Regions from separate parts of the Zea mays genome. Here all the other regions are linked to region 2. A link is a contact called in public Hi-C data. All regions are on one chromosome and are shown on one strand. The core of a region is the stretch at or near the end of the contact, and the rest is flanking DNA. Distances in the headings are between cores, read along the strand shown.

The links. Hi-C and Micro-C count contacts between places; a contact is called where the count stands out from the background.
Region 1: a contact with region 2 is called in a Hi-C map of ear, with 3 times the contacts expected there. The contact joins the promoter of LOC100383197 here to the promoter of LOC100273786 in region 2. A contact is called at or near these places in 9 of 25 Hi-C or Micro-C datasets (bundle sheath, ear, leaf and 2 more) and 1 of 3 datasets of contacts at active chromatin or transcription factors (leaf).
Region 3: a contact with region 2 is called in a Hi-C map of ear, with 1.9 times the contacts expected there. The contact joins the promoter of LOC100286281 here to the promoter of LOC100273786 in region 2. A contact is called at or near these places in 3 of 25 Hi-C or Micro-C datasets (bundle sheath, ear and tassel).

Annotation. Positions count from the first base shown.
Region 1 is chr2:230,684,280-230,687,218 of Zm-B73-REFERENCE-NAM-5.0, forward strand. It overlaps LOC100383197, which reads left to right and starts at 1,512. Exons shown (of 1, transcript NM_001175859.1): 1 at 1,512-2,890. The coding sequence starts at 1,683. The coding sequence ends at 2,588.
Region 2 is chr2:230,864,774-230,867,891 of Zm-B73-REFERENCE-NAM-5.0, forward strand. It overlaps LOC100273786, which reads left to right and starts at 1,832. Exons shown (of 16, transcript NM_001157961.2): 1 at 1,832-2,007; 2 at 2,143-2,206. The coding sequence starts at 1,903.
Region 3 is chr2:231,106,182-231,109,281 of Zm-B73-REFERENCE-NAM-5.0, forward strand. LOC100286281 (virulent strain associated lipoprotein) reads right to left here and starts at 1,434. Exons shown (of 3, transcript NM_001165736.1): 1 at 308-1,434. The coding sequence starts at 567. LOC100278623 reads left to right here and starts at 1,624. Exons shown (of 9, transcript NM_001357827.1): 1 at 1,624-1,897. The coding sequence starts at 1,791.

The DNA.
Region 1 (2,939 bases), core at 262-2,761, 180 kb before region 2:
AGGTATACTACTTCACATGCTAAAACTACTAAAATGCCTAAAAAGATGGTTGATGCATCAATTGAGCCCAAATTGTCTTTTAAGACATTTGATGTATCTTATGTTCTTACTAGCAAATCTGGCAAAGAGTAGTTGTCAAATATGTTGGAGGCAGGCACAAGAGTCCAAGAACTTGTGTCTAGGTACCCAAGGTGCTTGTTTCTAATGTGAAAGGACCCAAGACCGTTTGGGTACCTACGAACAAGGCCTAAATCTATGTTGTAGGTTTATGCATCCGGTGGAATAAGTTGGATAATAGATAGCGGATGCACTAACCATATGATTGGGGAGAAGAAGATGTTCTCCTCATATGAGAAAAATGATGATCCCCAAAAGGCAATCACATTCGAGGATGGGAATCAAGGTCTGCTAAGAGGTCTAGGTAAAATTGCTATATCTCTTGACCATTCTATTTCAAATGTATTCCTTGTAGATGCTTTAGATTACAATCTGCTTTCTGCTTCTCAATAATGTCATATGGGCTACAATTTTCTATTTACAAATGTTGGTGTTACCGTTTTTAGAAGAAGTGATGATTCAGTTGCTTTTAAGGGAGTCTCAAAAGGTCAATTATATGTAGTTGATTTCACAAATGAAAATGTTGAACTTGACACTTGCTTAATTGCTAAAACCAATATGGGTTGGCTCTGGCATCACCGAGTTGTCCAAATGAAGGAAGAAGCCGGCAACATATTAATTTATGTTGTCTTGGTTTTGACATCCCGAAGGATTCAAAAGCAAAAGCCCAACACGCCTTTTCACCCCCTTTAGGCGATTTTTATGAACTACATATCAACTAAAACTGTGAACTCAAACTGAAACTTGGGACATAAGCTCGGGACAGAAACTTGTGAACTTGGGACAAAAACTAGGGACTGAAACTTGTGAACTTGAGACAGAAACTGAAACTCGGCATGGTTCTCGACTTCTCGTAAACCGAAATTGAAAATGTACCTTTCAATACTCGACATGGAACATAATCACAGGTTCAGTAACTGAGCACCTTATGCTAGACAGGGGCCGACGTCGTGGGCGACACTCACCAGACCTACGTCTATACTGTGATGATTTTTGTGTGTCCGTGTTGAAGACGGAGAGACGAAGAAGATACTAAGCAAGACGGCGTCAAGAGACGGAGAGGGTATTTTCCACTTGTCAGATGTCTAAAGAACTCGGTGGGGGCGTTTTAACAAACAAACACTACCAGAGCGACCCAATTTTACAATGGCTACGAGTGGCTGCCTATTTTGAATAACGTCAACTACGAGTGACCTAATTTGCTAAATTCCTCACGGCGTTGAAGGTCATGTGTTGGCTATGAGCGTGCTAGGCCTTGCTAATGTGTAATATAAATCTCTTTTGATGTAGAAAAGCATGATCGTTAAATGGACTAAACAAAATTAGAAAACGGAACGTTAATTTTCAAGTCCTTTTTATCGTTAGTGTGTGCTTCAACCGGGTCTATGGCGGGACGACCGAATACCGGCGGCAACCGGTGTCCCTCTCCGTCCTCCTCGCGTGCACGGCTGACCGCGCTCTCCCTCCTCCGCTCTGCCGCACTTCTCGCCGCCCTACCCTGCTAAAAAATTCAGGCATCGATCGCTCGTCCTCCTCGGGACCTCGGCCTGCTCCAACTGACCCTAATGGCGGAGGCGCTGCTTCTCGCGTGCCACCTCGCCCTCTCTTTCTCCCTCCTCGCCGCCTCCCTCTCCCACCTCATCGTGGCCGCCGTCTCCCACCGCTCGCCCTCCTCCCTCCACCACCACCTCATCCGCCTGCTCCGCCACCCGCTCATCCGCCTCCTCCCGCCGCTCCTCGCGCTCCCCTTCGCCTTCCTCCCGCTCGCCTCCACGCCCCTACTGCCGCTTCTCCTCCTCCCTCCACTGCTCCCGCTCCTCCCGCTCCCCTTCCTCCCTCCCCACCTCCCGCTCCTCCGCCCGCTCCTCCTCACCCTGCCGCTCCTCCTGCTCGCCCGCGCGGCAGACCTCCTCGCCGCCTCGTTCCCTGACTCGGACCTCCAGGCGCACGCGCTCGCCGTCGCGCGCCTCCTCCTCCTCGCCGCGGCGGCGGCCTCTCTCGTCTCGTCGCTCTGCGCCTCCGCGCCGAGGGGCACGACGGCGGCCGGCGCCCACTTCGTCGCCGAGGCGGGGCTCGCCTGCGCGGGCGCCGTGGGCGGGCTCTGGGCGGCGCAGAGCGGGCTCAATCTTTACGTCGACGCGTGCGTGCCCACGGGGTGCCACCGCCTCCTCGACACCGGCAGCACCGCAGCGCCCGCCACGCGGTGCGACGTCGACGAGGCTAGGCTCAGGGCCGTCGCTGTCATGGATCTCGCCCTGTCCGTGCACTGCGTCATCGTGACTGCCATCGTGGCGGGGGTGCTCCTCGGGGTGGCGAGGTGGTTTGGGGTTGACAGCAGCGCTGGTACGGGGAGGAGGCATAATGGATCCTCCTATGATGCATTGCCCACAGTGGCATCTGCTGGGACAATGGTGGAGATGGAGCATTTGCAGGGGAAGGGTGTTGTTGGCAAGATGGTGGCGCAGGAGTGAAATATGTGCAATGTATTGGATTAACTAGGTACATTTCAAATGACTCGAGTATATGCCAGAGATGTGAACCCCTGAAATGGGTGGGGGGATTTGGCCGGTCCAAATGGTGGCAGAATTTGTTCTGTGGAATGCTGATCATTAGTTGCAATGAGAGTATACTAGTCACTGCTGCTGCAGATGAATTGCATTGTTCATTGGCTGTTGGTGCCCAATCTATGTCTGGACCATTGTTGTTGGTGGCCGGCTGCACTGATCTGAATGCTTTATTTATGTCCATGATTTGATATTTGGTAGTTTTGTCTACTTCAGGGGAATTTAATTTGCATTGTTTTTTGTTTATTACTTGATCCT
Region 2 (3,118 bases), core at 582-3,081:
ATACACGAAGTAGTATGGCGAGCATGTGGTAGGCGTGGAGTAGTTGTGGACATGGATGTCGATCACATTGTGTACCTTGGAGACGATGGTGCTGGGATGGTGGCACGAGTAGTATTGCGACGACGACGTAGGAGGGTCGATGTTGCTGCTTTTGATGTGCTTGGTGTCCCTAGGCAGATCTCCCACTTGGGGCACGAGTAGTATTGCAACGACGACAGAGCATTGTCAGTGCTGCTGCTCTTGACGTGCTTGACATTCCTAGGCAGATCTCTCGCTTGGGGCTTGAATAACAAGGGAATTTTAGCGCTCAGCAATCCCCTCCGGTATTCTTGCTCCCAAACAAGCCTTTAAATTGGATCAACCATCTCCTGCATGAGTAATTGATTGTTGCTGCCATTGTTGCTTGCCTCATTCTCCTCGACGCATTTGAATATTTTTTACCAATCAATAATAGATCTATAAAATATATAATAGATATTTTATATTATTAATTGAAGTTGGAGTTATCTTACAAACCAAACAGTTTAAAACTATGCAAATTCCACGGTGGAGCCACTCCACAATGGAGATAGTAGAGCAGTGCTAAAAATGGTGGAGTAAAGGAGTCACAAACACTCCTTAGAGCATCTCCAACAAGGTGCTTAAAAATAGTGCCCCAAAAAATTAAAATACTACATCATTTAAAGAGTTTAGAACATTTAAAATAAATTGAGCTCCAACGATTAGGCCCTAAATCATGTATGTTAAGAAGTAAATTATATTATTAAAAGATGAAATGCTAAGAACGATATAGAAATAAGGATTGTCACTAATATGAAGTGTAGTATATTTGGATACCTTCATGATGTGCTCTATATTTTTTGATAAAAATTTATAAAATAAAACACCGTTAGAGCTATTTTTTATGGGTTGAGACCTATATTTAAAAACATGGCACTAATTTAAGTCACTGTTGTAGATGTTCCTAATAAACTTGTTTTACCGTTTCTTATCTATGTAATTAGTTTATAACTAGTTAGATACATGTGCATTGCTATGATTTCCATATATGATATTGGTAGACTTTTTATATTATGTCTGAGTATAGAATTTAAAACAAAAAATATGTATGTTGTAGTGTGAATGTGGAGCCAATAACCAAGATATTTATGTACATTTTTACTTTATGACGATGATGGAACATGTTGAAATTGATGCTTATACATATAGATCTCTATATATACATAGAACAAAGTACACGTACATTACTATAGTTTCTATTTACAAGTATAAAATATAAAACACAGAGACATACTTCCTCCGGTGCAGTAAAGGTAGTCGTTTAGGACATGATTGTGCATACCAAGGAGTGATTAATTATCATGGAATTTTTCCTGTTTGCCTTTATTAAATAGGGATATGAGTGCATTAACATCATCAAAACAATTAAGTTCGATTGGTTGCTGTAGCACCTCTCGAGGCATTCTAGACTAGAGCTTTCAAGCTCGATTCCCCTTGAGCGTAGCTTTTTTTTTCCGATGCAATCAGTATATGTTATGCTAGTTAGGTGGGTATGAAACTGTTGTATTATAATAGTAGAAAAGAGATATAAATTAAACTAACTAATATTTAAATATCTAATATGGTAGGACTAAAATTTTTAGTCGTGCGGATCAAATCCGAAAACACTCGACTTTGAATTGGAAAAGAAGAAAAAGGCAAAGAAAATCAATCCTCGCCGCCGATAAATCCACAGTTCAAAGATCAGGCCGACGGCTTTCCATTGTGCGTCCCGAGGGGAGATATTTATTTTCCGTTCCGTTTTCCCCGTCAGAAAGGAGTACTTCCAACAAACTGCTCCGCTTTCAGCACCTGCCCAGCGGAGGAAGAGTGCGGATTGCGGCGGCGCCGGCGGACGAAACAATGGCGTCGGCGAGGGACGAGCATCTTGATGGGATTCGCGCGCTGATGGCGGCCCACTCGCCGCCGCTCCACGGGCTGGTCGTCCCCTCCGAGGATGCCCACCAGGTCCGTGCCGCGCCACGCCCCCGCGCAGATCGGGGGTGGATCGGATCTCCTGTTGGGGTCCGCTGGGCTAGCGTTAGGGTTTTATTTGATCGGTTCGTTCTACGGATTGATCCTGGCTGTGGATTGTTTGTGCAGAGCGAGTACGTGTCGGAGCAGGATAAACGGCGGGAGTTCATCTCCGGGTTCACAGGGAGCGCTGGTCCGTGCTGACTGAATTTTTCATCCATCCGTCGCCTAATTTGTTGCTATTTTTGCTACTTATTGTTAGGTTCATGTGATTTTGGTATGGTTAGATACTTGGATTAGCTTTTAAGTGACTTTAGTCAGCTCAACCAGTTAGCACTTAGCAGAAACTTAAAAAAAAACAGTTAACACTAGCACGACACAACAATCTACGATTACGATTCTGCCATCTTGTTCTCAATAGGTTAGCTCTTTCACAATGAAGTGCTGCAAATTGATCGATCCTTGTGGCAGTGTGGCCACAATGGGGCTTGTGGTTTCTGCATTCTGAACTGATTCTGCAATCATGCTAGATTTTAGCTGCAGAAATTACAGTTTAAAAATCAGCTACTGCAACAAGGTTTATATGAATCTTAATTAGCCTCATAAAAAAACCTCTTACAGGCTTGTGCATTTGGTTTTCTATGCATATTTCTTCTCAAGGTTTGTAGCATACAAATTCACATACTATGAAACCTTTGGAGCAATCAAGGATAGTTTTAGATTTTCTGTCACTAAAGGATCCAGCATGGGATAACTGGTTATTTTGGGGATTATGTGTTCGTGTTTGGCAGAAAGCAAACTCTATCTTGGGTAGATGTCAAATAGATAAATAAATTTCATTTACAGCTGAATACTGATTTTTTTAGAGACAACTCCATGTACAAAAATATGAAGATGCAATAGATAACCAATGGAGTCGTTTTCCTCTTCATGTAACCATTTTTATGAAAATTTGAATGTTCTTGTGTTCACTTCCCACGTACGCAGCACAAGGGACTAACTTTCAAAGTTCCAATTTACATGGTACGCCATTCAGCCATTGGAGTGCCATGTTCCAACAATTGAGTGCTACTTTGATTCTGTAATTTATTAAATGTAGATTATT
Region 3 (3,100 bases), core at 184-2,683, 240 kb after region 2:
TTAAGCCACAATCGTCTCATATAACCTAAGTGATTCACACACAGCTGTCAGATATTCAAGTCGTATTTATATCTGTAATACTTGCAAAATCCAAAATAATATTGCACATATGTACTCTGGAAAACAGATGGACAACAGATTGTCAAATAGAGCTGACCTTGTGACACATTCCAGTGCAAATAGCAACTAAATCAGCACAATTTCATTGTTAGCATCACAGAAGAGTTATGCAAAGGGTGCAACAGTAAACATTTGACTCTGTAGGAAAAAATAATGTAGACTGCATAGTAAAGCAGATACTTCCCACCTTTTCTTTTCTTCTTGTAGCCTTTGCGTATCAATAGCATTCTTATTCTCTTCCAACCCAAGGTGGGAACTTTGAGATGCAGTAACTGGAGAGCTAATGACACTCGGACTGCTCTTTCTTCTGTAACGCTTCCGTGATGGAGGTGGACTATTGCGCCTCCTAGGAGATGGAGAACAGCTCTCACGCCTTCTCGGGGATGGGAAAGGGCTCCTCCTTCTGCAAGACAAAGATGAGCACTGTAAGGATAAAATTAGGATCATCACAACAATAGACAAGGAATTACCATTATCTCTTGAAGCCCTAAAACATGGGCAAAAGCAGTTACCTTAGACACTGTTACAGGGGTAGAGCATTCCACAGCAATACAGCACAGAGTAAAATCTTTGTAGATTCCATGCGTTTTACGAAAACAACTCTTGTTAGTCTGTATAGGCAGGTAATGCAAAACATGGCATAACTATATCTAAGCTTCATCTGCTGATATATTCCATGCTGCATCGAAGCATTTTTATTTTAATTCTGTAATGCAAAAGCATCCAAATCATTTTCCCCTTGGAAATCAGAAATCATGGTGTTATGAAATTTGACGTTCATAATCATATTTAATTCAAGTATGATATGGCACAATATACTACCACACTATCCACCTCTAACAGTCACAAACCAAGCTATAGTACAAAATTCGAATGAAGGCGATCAGCATCGCCTCAAATTTTTTACAGTACAAACCCCAAAAAAATAAAACGAAGACTCGCCAGATTTCTGTGGCGTGTGTCGGGAGATGTGGTCACCTATACGAGGGGCGATAGGGGGACCTGCTACGGCTAGGGCTTCGGTCCCTACGGCCCCTCCGGCCGCGGTACCGCTCGGGTGATGGCGACCGCCGACGCCGGCGCGGCGGAGACAGCGACCGCGACAGGTCGCGTTGCATCGTGCGCGACGCGATCTAGAGCCTCAGCGGAGCCGGATCTGGACGAAACCAGACGATCGGAGCCTTCGGAGAGGGGCGGAGTCTGGCTTGCTGGCTGGAAAGCGGGAGGACGCAGGCCAGGTCAGGTAGAGTCGCCCGCCGCCGCACGCGGGGGCCGATGAGGTGGGGGATGCTCGCAGCCCGCGGAATCTATCTGTGGGAAGTTGTAATTAACCTCCAAGGCTACGCCCAGGTATACAAGGTGGGCGCTGGGGAGAAGCAAAAGCAATCGGGCCACCAATCCCACAGCGTGATATGACCGCCCGGTCCAGCTCAGCCCAGGCCCATGTGAGTCGTCCGACCCGGATGAGTCCAGATCCAGACCCAACGTGACCGCGAGTCCCTCAAGATCACACAGTACCGGCAGGCGGCAGCAATTGGAGTGTTTACGCCGAGACTTGAAAACGGCATCAGTAGCAAACGGAGGCGACCACGAGCGACGGGGCCAGCCGCGGTCCCCAACGTCAGAGGATCTCGTTCCAGCTGCGGCAGGGCGGCCAACACCGGCACCTCATGGGCGCCGACGACGAAGCCGCCGCCGCCATGGAGGCGCAAGAGAGGGAGGCGGAGATCGAGAAGGCCATGCGCGCCCGCGTCGCAGACTTCAAGAAGCAGGCCGAGTGAGCACACTCTCTCCCCTTCCTCCAACTTCCGAGGCTGGCGTGACCGCCCTGCCCCTCGTCTATGGTTTGCACGCTCTAATGTTCAGGTCTATGGCGTATGGAATTAGGTCGCTTCTCGTGGTCACGTTTGGTCTGCCGTTGCTTGCTGCGGAGAAACGTGCACTGCGGGAGGGTTTTGGGCTAGTGGGGCGGTCTCGGGGGTAGGGTTTCTACTTCTGCTGTCCTGGTAGGAGATGAAGGCGAGCGGCGATGATGAATCCTGAATCATGGTCTTCAGAACGGGTGGTGCACGTCTCAGTTGCAGTTGGCAGCTCCTAGGGTTTTAGAGGTTAGGAGGAAATGGAAATTCGGGATATCAACTGTCAATGCTAGAGGCAACTGTATCTGTAAGAAACACTTAAACGGTGGAGATCTCTTCTTATTGTTTCATGCTCTGATGGCAGCCAGATGGCAGGTCTGTTTTCTGTGGTGCGAAACCATTTTCAGTTTTTGTTGTTATTCTTTCAATTCATTGTCTCCTGTATTTTGTCTTTTCAGGGGGTTTAACTTGTTTACTGCCCCTTATAAGTTGTGCTTATGTATAAGGCCTTGCCTGTTATAATTCCAGATATGCCGTGCTTGAGAACTTATCCTGTTTCCCAGTAGAACGTGAGTTTAGAATTTCCCCCTTTATCTTCAATTCATGTTGTTGGTTTCCACCATTTTATACCCAAGTTCTGCATCTGTGTTTTAGTTCACAGGAGCCAATTATTTCACTGTATACGCGTTGATCATTTTTTCATAAAAATGCTAGTCTACACGGTCAACTAAACAAAAGCTCATCTCAACCTGCATACAACCAAACAACAATGGTTCCATGTAAGGATACTGGCCCAATCGAGCCCGCATGCCATATCGAGCCAGACCTAAGCCTGAACGGGCAACCAATCACACCCTAAGCGTCTCCTAGGTAATTATGCAAGAGTAATATCATGTATCACGCATTCGTGAAATCCGTGAGTTCGTGACCATAGTTTATCTTTCTATCTATAATTAGTCAAACTTTCATATACTAGCGAAGTCTTAAATTGCTTTAGGCAGAACAATGCGTAGTTACTATCTCCTAAGCACTGCCTTCTAAAACAGAGGCCATTGTTGTTAGCAAAGTCTTAAATTGCTTTAGGCAGAACAATGCCTAGGTACTAGCACCTAGGCACTGCC